2 separate regions of the Sus scrofa genome follow, and region 2 is linked to region 1. A link is a contact called in public Hi-C data. All regions are on one chromosome and are shown on one strand. The core of a region is the stretch at or near the end of the contact, and the rest is flanking DNA. Distances in the headings are between cores, read along the strand shown. Region 1 holds the start of WDR45 (WD repeat domain 45). Region 2 holds the start of PRICKLE3 (prickle-like protein 3).

Region 1 (5,433 bases), core at 507-3,006:
GTCTCCATGGCACAGCAAAAGCAGCCTGGGGATGGGAGGAACCCCGGCTGCCTCAAAGGATGCCCAGGTGGGAAGCTAAGGGCTTAACAACCCACCTGTGGCCACCTCTCCCTCCCTCCCTCCCAAAAGGGCACAGGCACAAGCCTCTCTCACTTTGGTCTTGGTTGAAACGCAGACTGGTCACTCCTCGAAGTGGCTGCTGAGTCATGGTCCAGGATTGCTTCCCTGGACACAAATGGGAGTAGGGTTGGGAAGAGTCCTGGGGTCTGTTTCCTGAGTCCTAGAACTCCTGTCCCCAACTAATTTCTTCTTCCTCCTCCTGCCCAGCAACCTAACCCCAGCAGGACTGCAAAGAAGACAAAAGCAGGGGGAGAATCCTAGCGTCTCTACACTAAGCTCCCAAGACCCCAAAGAGCATGGCCAGTAACCTCTCCATTGTCTCACACTTGGTTGACACCAGCTCTCCGAACCTACCCTGACCTGGACCCCCCACTCCCCGCCACCTCCTCCTTACTCCCTGGTACTGACTGACTGCTTACCAGGAAATAACAGGGTAGGAGCTATCCCAGTGATACCTCCTCTCTACCTCCAGCCAATCCTGGCCCCAGTACCCCATGTGTCCTGGAACCACCCTCTATCCACTTCTCATCTTCACGTCTGGACCCAGAAGCTAACTCTGCCCGTCAATAAATGGGGAGAAGGGGCTCAGACATTCATCACTTTCCACACCTTCCTGACCTGGCCCTGAGACCTGCTACAGTTGGCCCACCACTCATGAGAACCCCAACCTATTGTACCACTCCAGAGCTCTCACACCTCCCCTCCGCACAGGCTTCCCCAAATCCCTTCAGGATCCCATTCCTACCTGGGGACAATCCTTTCACATGACATGCTAATTTCACAAGCGGGACCTTGCCCTAGATCCCTTTATGCCATAAAGACCCTACCTGAGGATTTGCTTATCACTCCAAATGCCCCACCGCTGGGATATCCCTTTCCACGTGCTCTGCTCTCCCTGACTCTGACATCGGTTAGCTTGGACCTACCCCCAGGAATTGCATCCTCCTAAGAGTCCTCCTCCAGACCCCCTATCCTTTCAATAAGACCCTGCCCTAGGGCACCCCTACCCCCCTCAAGACACTTGCCCAGGCCACACTCTTCCCAAAACCCCTACCCGGAAGAACAAATCCTTCCCTAAAGGCTCCTGCCATGGATCCCCTAATATTCCTGTTCTAGAGCCTCCAAGCTCCTTTCAAACCCGCATCTCCCCCAAACTATTGCCCAGGCACACCCCCTTCCCATCCTCCAAACCTCCTGCCTCCTCCCCTTGTACCACCTCCACTGGACTCCCTCACCCCCCAAAGACCCATTCTTTGGACAACCCCACCTTCCAAGATCCCCTTTAAGGGATCCCCATTCCAAAGGCCCGTGCCACCCAAGAACCCTGCCCCAGGATGCCTCACATACCGCACCCCCTCTTATGTCCCAGACCACTCTCATACTCCTTCCAACACCAGCACCTACTCAAGATCCCTGTCCTAGATACACTCCATCAACTCAGACCCCTGCTCAAAAGACCTCTCCTGCCCGCAGACCGCAACCAATTCTGGGCCCATGCCCCAGCTCCCTGCCGCGGGCACTGACCTGACCTTCGCGCGTCCCCGATCCCGGCCCCAGCTCTCGGTGCCGCCCGCGGCCCGGCTTTCTGACCTCTAGGGCCTTGACGCCCTGCTCCGGTGTTTACATCAGGTCTCACTTCCGGGGGCGGGAGTCTGTAAGCGGAAGTGACTCACCCTCGCCGGAAAACGCGGCCGTAGTCATCCCAGCTCAGCTTGTGGGTCTTTGGAGCAGCGAGAGCGATCGCGGCGTCCTTCCAGGAGGGCGCGGGGAGCAGGGGACGCGCCGCGAGGGCATGACTGTCTGAGGGAAGCGAAGACAGGTGGGCGAGACAGGGCCTTCCCCTCGCGGAACGGAAAATGGTTCTCCTGTACTCGGAGAACTAGCGGCGTTACCTTCTGGGCTAACAAGACTTGGACCTCCGAGGTGGGCTAGAGGGGCCGCCCCCGTTAGCTATTTATAGTCCTCCCTACACACTGCGGTATCCACCTGGGAACCTCCAGGTGGAGCCGGACCTGGAGCCCTTCAGAGCTGAGTCTGTGCCCTCAGCCAGGGGGTGCTCGCTGAGTGTGTCCCCTTAGCCAGGGGAAGCCAAGATGGGATTCCTGACCCTACTCCCGCTTTGTCTTATTTACAAAATGAAAAAAAAATTTTTTTTTTGATGGCAAGAGGTGTTTCTTCACTGAGGGGAAAAAGACCCCAGTTATCTACATACGGGAAATTTTTTTTTTTTTGTCTTTGTCTTTTGTTGTTGTTGTTGCTATTTCTTGGGCCGCTCCCGCGGCATATGGAGGTTCCCAGGCTAGGGGTCGAATCGGCGCTGTAGCCACCGGCCTACGCCAGAGCCACAGCAACGTGGGATCCGAGCCGCGTCTGCAACCTACACCACAGCTCACGGCAACGCCGGATCCTTAACCCACTGAGCAAGGGCAGGGACCGAACCCGCAACTTCATGGTTCCTAGTCGGATTCGTTAACCACTGCGCCACGACGGGAACTCCCCCGGGAAATATTTTTAATTTAACCTTTAAAGTTTGAGATGTAGACTTACATGTAGTTAGAAATAATACAGAGGAAAAAAAAAAAAGAAATAATACAGAGAAACCCCATGTACTTTAACGCTTCCCCCAAAGGTAATATTGTAAAACTACAGTGAAACATTACACTCAATATTGACATTGATACAATCCACCATCCTTTACCTTTTTTCAAGATTGTTTTGATGCTTTAAAAATGTGTTAATAGGAGTTCCCGTCATGGCGGGAACCAATCCGACTAGGAACCATGAGGTTGCGGGTTCGATCCCTGGCCTTGCTCAGTGGGTTAACGATCCGGGGTGTAGGTTGCAGATGCGGCTTGGATCCAGCGTGGCTCTGGCTCTGGCATAGGCTGGCAGCAACAGCTCCGATTAGACCCCTAGCCTGGGAACCTCCATAAGCCGTGGGAGCGGCCCAAGAAATGGCAAAAAAAAAAAAAAAAAGAAAGAAAAATGTATTAATATAGGAGTGCCCGTTGTGGCTCAGCAGAAACGAACCCAAGTAGTATCCATGAAGATGAGGGTTCAATCCCTGGGCCCACTCACTGGGTTAAGGATCTGGGGTTGCTGCGGCTGTGGCGTAGGCCGGCAGCTGTAGCTCGAATTCAACCCCTAGCCTGGGAACTTCCATATGCCGCACCTGCGGCTGTTAAAAAAAAATTAACTATATAATGGACATCTGGAGTTCCTTTCTGGGCGCAGTGGAATCGGGTCCCACTAGGAACCATGAGGTTGCGGGTTCGATCCCTGTCCTCTCTCAGTGGGTTGGAGATCTGGCATTGCTGTGGCTGCCGTATAGACCAGCAGCTATAGCTCCTAGACCAGCAGCTATAGCTCCGTTCATATATATATATATATATATATATGAAATAGACATCTGTTTAATTCATCCTTTTAAATTGATTTATGGCATTGTGTGAAATGTATAATCATTCACCTATTCCCCTACTGATGGCTATCTGGGTTGTTTCCTGTACTGGGTTTTCACATCCATGGGTATATTTACTTGTGAATTTTGGCCCTATATACTATCCTAAGTGTGACTCCATTGATGTGCTCCTCAACAAAGCCAATCTTCTGGCTTTCTTCTGTCTCTACTTCCTCACATCCCAGAGCATATTTAACTTAATTCAGTTTGGCTTCTGTGACTCCCACCTCTCTGAGACCGCTCTTAACCAGATCACTGATGAATAAAGAATCTTCCCAAACCAGCAGTCATTTCTCTACTCCTTCCTGTAACCAACTAACATATTCCAGGTTTTTTGCTCTCACTCTCTTGGTTTTCTCCTCTATCCCTGGCTACCCCTCCACCTTTCTCCAGTTTCCAAATACTGGAATATTCTTGGGTGTGTTCCTGGCCCTCTTACTTTTCTAGCCAGTATTTTCTCCCTAGGTGACTTCATCTTGTCTTGTAACCTTAATTATTGCAAATACTTCTTTGTTTGTCTTTTTAGGGCCACACCCATGGGATATGGAAGTTCCCAGGCTAGGGGTTGAATCAGCTGCAGCTGCCAGCCTATGCCACAGTCACAGCCATGCGGGATCTGAGCCATGTCTGCAACCTACACCACAGCTCATGGCAATGCCAGATCCTTAACCCACTGAGTAAGGCCAGGGATTGAACCTGTGTCCTCATGGATACTAGTCAAGTTTGTTACTGCTGAGCCACAACAGGAACTCCAATTATTGCAAATATTTGGAAGATCCACTAATTTAGATCTCTAGCCAAGACCTCTTTCCTAAACACCAGACTCATATATACCACAGCCTGTTTGACACATTCATGTGAGTATCTCATAAGGCTCTCAAATTTAACCCATCCAAACAGATTTCTCAAGTTTCCCTGGCTCAGACACCCTCCTCCTCCCTCATCACCACCAATGGCACCACAACATTCAGTTTGTCACTCAAGCCAAAGACCATATATGTCATGCTTGATTCTCCTTTGTCATTGGTATATTCTGTTGGTCCAACTGTCAAACGTTATCCCAAATACAGCCCCTGAGTCAGGCACTTTTAGTCAAGATGGAGTAGCAGGGATGAAATTTGTCCTCTTACATGCTCACCCCACCCCCCGAAAAAAGGGAAGAATACATGAAACAATGTTTTTTTGTTTGTCTTTTTTTTTTTTTTTTTGTCTTTTTTGTTGCTGTTGTTGTTGCTATTTCTTGGACCGCTCCCGCGGCATATGGAGGTTCCCAGGCTAGGGGTTGAATCGGAGCTGTAGCCACCAGCCTACGCCAGAGCCACAGCCACGCGGGATCCGAGCCGCGTCTGCAACCCACACCACAGCTCACGGCAACGCCGGATCGTTAACCCACTGAGCAAGGGCAGGGACCGAACCCGCAACCTCATGGTTCCTAGTCGGATTCGTTAACCACTGCGCCACGACGGGAACTCCTGTTTGTCTTTTAAGGGCCACACCTGTTGCATGTGGAGGTTCCCAGGCCAGGGGTCTAATTGGAGCTGTAGGCACTGGCCCACACCATAGCCACAGCAACACGGGATCCAAGCCGCATCTGCGACCTACACCACAGCTCACGGCAATGCTGGATCCTTAACCCACTGAGCGAGGGCAGGGATCGAACTCGTGTCCTCATGGATGCTAGTCAGGCTCGTTAACCACTGAGCCACAACGGGAACTCCGAAACAACGGTTTTTAAGACATACATCTCAGGTAATGGACAGTGGGGTCCCTGAGAAATGAGAAAGAAGATGAGCCCCAAATTGCCCAAGCCTATCACTTGGAGAGTTTGTTTGCTTTCCTCTTGGCTGGGCAAG
Region 2 (5,274 bases), core at 114-2,613, 74 kb after region 1:
AGGGCAACGCCGGGCAGGCTGGGACAGCGCCCAGAGCGCGGGGGAGGGGGGACACAACCGAGGCGGAGGCGGGGGAGCTGAGGCCACCTCTCTATATGCCCCCCTTTCAGGGAATTCCCCTCCCCAGGCCAGCCTAGGACGCCCCTCACCCAGCCTGACACCTCCCCCAGAACTCAGAGTACTCTCCCCACCAGCACAGAGTACCTAATCTGGGGTGTCTCCTCCCTGGCCTCTTCTGGGCCCCTTCTCCACCTATGAAGCCAGCAGCACTCCAATTCCACAGAGTAGGAGTCTCAGACCCTGTCCTTACTTGGGATAAGTACACAAATCCTGCCCCTCCTTTCAGAAGCTCAAGACCCCCTCCCCCAAATCCCACCTTCACCCTTTCATATCTAAGGACCCGAAACGCTCCTCTAGGATCTCAGGAGGCCCCTGAGCCATTCAGAAACCCACACCCCAAAAAGTCTTCTCTCTTGGATCTGAGGGCTATTCACTCCTTCTCTGGACCACCAAAACCCAGAGCCCACCCAGACAGCCCCTCCAAAGGAAAAAAGAGAAGCCCACCTATCTAGGAAGTCAAAAGCTCCTTGCCTTAGAGTTCCCGTTGTGGCTCAGTGGTAACGAACCCGACCAGGATCCATGAGGACTCGGGTTCCATCCCTGGCCTCACTCAGTGGGTTAAGGATCTGGCGTTGCCATGAGTCGTGGTGCAGGTCGCAGAGGCGGCTCAGATCTGGCGTGGCTGTGGCTGTGGTGTAGGCCAGCAGCCGTAGCTTGGATTTGACCCCCATCCTGGGAACTTCCATATACCTCGGGTGCGGCCCTAAAAAGAAAAAGAAAGAAAGAAAGAAAAAAGCTCCCCTGCTTCATTCAAGCGGAGGCCTGGCAGCCCTCTTGCCCCCAATCCAAACTACCGGACTCTCTTGGTATTTGGGCACCCCAGGAGTGCAGGGCTCCAGGACACAGTCTTCTGGTTCTCAGAATCCCGTCCTATAATTCACTCCAGAGGGGAGGTCCCTGGAGTGCTGATAAAGGTGAGCGCAGAGGTGATAAGGCAGCAAGGGCCACCAGATTTCCTTCCTTCATCCACACGCTTCCAGGCCCTCTGGTCAGGAATCCTGGGGCTGGGGATTCCCGGATCCTCTGTGGAGCACCTCCTCGCTCTCCCTATCCCCTGCTCCGGCTCCTGAGCCTCAGTTTACCCCGACCCCATAATTTCGCTCACCGCGCGCCCAGAGCGGCGCCTCCGGGACCCACGCGCGAACATGGCGCGTCCGGGCAGGGTCAAGCCGGCCGGGCCAGGCGAATGGAATCCTTGTGGCCGTCTGGCCACCGCGCGTCGGGCAGGGGAGCTCGCTGTTCCGTAAACCTGACACCGGCGTGGGAGGAGCGCGCCCAGTAGGGTCCGCCCCTGGGCCTCGCAGTCTCTCCCGGGCCGAGGCGCCCTCTGCCTAGAGGCGAGGGGCTCGCAGCCCGGGAGCGCGGTGCGCGCAAGCTCTTCTGCCCTCCTGCCCCGGCGGGAGCTGGGTCTCTGAAGGCAAGGCCTCCAGAACCCCAAGGTGCCACATGGTGTCTCATACATTCTAGGGCCTGAGGACTTGGAAGTGGCGATCTGACTCCATGGGGTGTACGCTACGGTACTTGGGTATTTGTATTGATGTTTGGAGTGGATTTATTTTGGATGTTTATCCGGGGGATGGGTTAAAGCACCTCGTGGCTCCCTTCCCATTGGTAATGTTCTGAGAATCTCTTTCTCTTGGATGAATGTGGCAAGAATGGTCCTCAACCCCATGGCAGCCCCTGCTGACTCTCCCTCGCCCCCGTCAGAGAGCTAGGTCTTATACCACCACCATCCCCACCACGCCCCAACTCCTATCCCCTTTTATTTTATTTTTTTTTTCAATTTTTTTAAAAGGAAACGCTTTTCTTTCTTTCTTTTTCTTTTTTTTGTTTTTTGCCTTTTTTGTCCTTTCAGGGCCGCACCTTTGGCATATGGAGGTTCCCAGGCTAGGGGTCTAATCGGAGCTGTAGCCACCGGCCTATGCCACAGCCACAGCCACAGCCACGCAGGACCCAAGCCGCGTCTTCAACCTACACCACAGCTCACGGCAACGCCGGATCCTTAACCCACTGAGCGAGGTCAGGGATCGAACCCGCAACCTCATGGTTCCTAGTCGGGTTCGTTTCCGCTGCGCTAGGACGGGAACTCCTCCTATCCCCTTTTAGAGCCAGGGTTATTTGAGATTTATGGGAAGTGGGTTAAAGTTACTGGCCAGGTGCTGAGGCCCCCCTCTTCCCTGCTTGCTCCCCATCTTTACAGGCCCAGCTGTGGTGCCCCCTAAGTCCTGAAAAATAGATTTTAAAGCTTTCCTTGCCCTGCTCTTGCTTTTCGCTCGCCAGTTATTCTTTCCCTGAGCTCTTTCCTAGGGCTAGGAGTCTCTCCTTCGTGCTCTCAATGCCTCAGCCTGGGAGGAGGGGTCCTCCGTCCACAGTCAGAACTCCGGTGCCTGGCTGGAGTCTCTAATTAGGCACCGCGGTGCTGGCGGTCAGCCAGGCCTTTCAGCGTGGGGGCCAGGGACCTCACTCCCCCCCCACACACACACACATCCTCCCCCTGACGCAATCTTGGTCACGTCCCAGCTCCAGGGAGGAGCCCAGGACAGATTACAGGGAATGAACGAAAGAACTAACGAGTCACCTTGGCTTCCTGCCTCCCGACCCTGCAGCCTAGTCGGCCTCCTGGTTCTCCAGCTTGAGTGGCGGCAAGGAAATGGAGCGATGCCAGGGTATGAAGAATGCGAGGAGGGTGGCTAGGGGTAAGTCTCTCTGTGAGCCATGTGGTTCCTATTTGAATCCTTTGGGGATTCAAGGACAGGGCTCACAGGGGCTGGAAAGGGGTTAAGGCTAAGGGACCAGAATTAGAACCGAATCCTAGAAAGAGTGGGTATTCCGCGGCCCGTAGTGGGGCAGTGGGCAGGGCTACTCAGAGTGTGATTTAGAATGATCAGCGGAGGCGGCTTCACAGAGGATGGGGCTGCACAAAACACTGTTGGAGGGGCCAAAACCAGCGGGGTGACTCCAACGGTGTACAGCAGGTCGGGGGCGGAGCTTCCTCTTGTCTCCTCTTCCTAATCTTTCCCTTCACCTCCATCCCCCAACAAAAAAGACGCACTGAGAAGTCAGAGCCGTGTGCACTAGGTGGTTGAGGACTTTATTTAGGGGAGGAGAAGTAATCGTATTTGTTCTTCCTCGGGGAGGGAGTCTTCAAACAATACCGAAGGGCAAGGGAAAGGGGGGGTGTGGCCTGGAGGGACGGGGGGCGGGGCCACAGCCAGACAAAATGGCAACACACAATCACAGGCACTACCGACATCACAGACACAGCAGAGGGTGCAGGACGGGGGCTCCAGACCGGGTTTCCAACCACCCCGAAACGGATGGGGGTGTGGAGGGAGAGAGGGAGGAGACAAGGGAAGGGGAGAGGGGGGAGGTCGGCCCCACAGACCCTTTGCCTCTGTCCTCTGATTACCTAGCTGTCGCATCGCAGGGTGGACAAGGGTACGGGGGGGGGGGGGGGGGGAAATTGCCTCTCTCTGGATCCCACCTTTCACCCTCCGAACCTTACCTCTCAGCTCTTCCCAGGTCACCTCAGTCCCCAGCCACCTCAATCCCCAGCCTTGTCGTCCCCCCACCACCACCCTTAACAAGACCCATGCTGTCGCAGCCCCTAGCCAAGCCTCTCGCCCCGCCCTTCCCACTGCCGAACCCACTCACTCTAACACCTTGTCTTCACTGCTCCATTGCTGGGGTGGGGCTGCCTCCTTTGAAACCCCCAGGCGTGTCCCACTCCAAGCCCCGAACTTTCTAGAACCCGGACTCCGACCTCATGCCAACTTTGACCCATTCCTGAGTCGCTCTTCTTGCCTTGCCCAAGATCTCTGCCCCCTTCAGAATCACATTCGGTCTCCCGAATGTTCCAGGCCACACCTCTTCCATAGATTCTGGTCCCAATGCAAAACCTGCCCACTCTGGAGTCTCACTCCACTATACAGTTCAAGCCCCCCCCCTTCTAGCACCAGACCCTCAGTGTTTTTTGAAAACCCAGTCCCCAGGTCCCAAATCACTCCTTCCCTAGGACCCTGTCATACTCCAACCTCCGCCCACTCTGGGCCCCCCTGCTGCCTCCCTCAGGGCTCCACCCCTTCTCGAACCACACTCTTTCCAAGCTTCCTTCCAAGCCCCAGTCTAGAATGCTCCAGAGTACCCCTCTTCTTGAGACTCCAGCTCCAGTATGTCTGGAACCCAATGCTCCTCCTGCTTACTGGTCTCCTCCACTCCAGAGCTCCTCGCCAAGACCACCTCGGGTCCCAAGCTCCCCTAGTCTCTTTCTCTCTCCCCCTCTCAGGGTTGAATTTTCCCTAATGGCCCTTGTTCAGGCATTGCTGGAAGAATCAAGGCCAGTTGGGTAGAGGCGAGGGAGAGGGGGAGAGAGTCTGAAGTTGCACCCACCCTCCTGACACAGCCTTCGGTCTCCTCCCTGTCCCCCTTTCAGAGTCCCCCTACTCCAGGGCACAGGGCCAGGGGACAGAGAGGGGCCAATGGATGAAGGGGAAGGGGTAGGGGTAAGAGAGGGGCCCACTCAAGATCGGGCCCCTATTGCATGAGGAGAGCGGAGTGGGGGCAGGGCTCAGACAGATAAATAGATATTTATATATAATATATATATATATAAACAGCAAAGACAGTTAAGGGTCTCCTGGCTTGAGGGATGGAGACCTGGGGTGTAGGAGTGGGAAGGGGGGCAGGCTTTCTCCTGAGCTCTTGCCTACCCATGGGATCCTCTCGGGCTGCACTGTCCTGTGGAGACAAAAGACACAAAAAGAAGAGGGAGGAGTTCCCTGGTGGCCTAGCAGGTTAAGGGTCTGGTGTTGTCACTACTGTGATGAGGGTTTGATCCCTGGTCCAGGAACTTCCACATGCCACAGGTGTGGCCAAATTTTTTTCTTTTTCTTTTTAGGGCCACACCCATGGCATATGGAGGTTCCCAGGCTAGGGGTCGAATCAGAGCTATGACGCAGCCACAGCAACGCAGGATCCGAGCCGCGTCTGCGACCTATACCACAGCTCACGGCAACGCCGGATCCTTAACAGCCTGAGCAAGGCCAGGGACCGAACCTGCAACCTCATGGTTCCTAGTCAGATTCATATCCGCTGTGCCGCGACGGGAACTCCCCCCTCCCATTTTTTTTTAATTAAAAAAAAAATAGGAGGGAA

Evidence for each region. A called contact is a pair of places that touch in the nucleus more often than the background predicts.
Region 2: a Hi-C map of epiblast stem cells shows a contact between it and region 1, with 2.8 times the contacts expected there. The contact joins the promoter of PRICKLE3 here to the promoter of WDR45 in region 1. A contact is called at or near these places in 1 of 5 promoter capture datasets (fetal liver), 8 of 47 Hi-C or Micro-C datasets (alveolar macrophages, brain, embryonic fibroblasts and 4 more) and 1 of 2 datasets of contacts at active chromatin or transcription factors (alveolar macrophages).

What each region holds. Positions count from the first base shown.
Region 1 is chrX:43,154,219-43,159,651 of Sscrofa11.1, forward strand. WDR45 (WD repeat domain 45) reads right to left here and starts at 1,757. Exons shown (of 11, transcript NM_001190293.1): 1 at 1,645-1,757; 2 at 154-225; 3 at 1-25. The coding sequence starts at 208.
Region 2 is chrX:43,229,005-43,234,278 of Sscrofa11.1, forward strand. PRICKLE3 (prickle-like protein 3) reads right to left here and starts at 1,364. Exons shown (of 9, transcript XM_003135080.4): 1 at 1,226-1,364. The coding sequence starts at 1,267. It overlaps SYP (synaptophysin), which reads right to left. Exons shown (of 7, transcript XM_003135078.5): 7 at 3,186-4,857.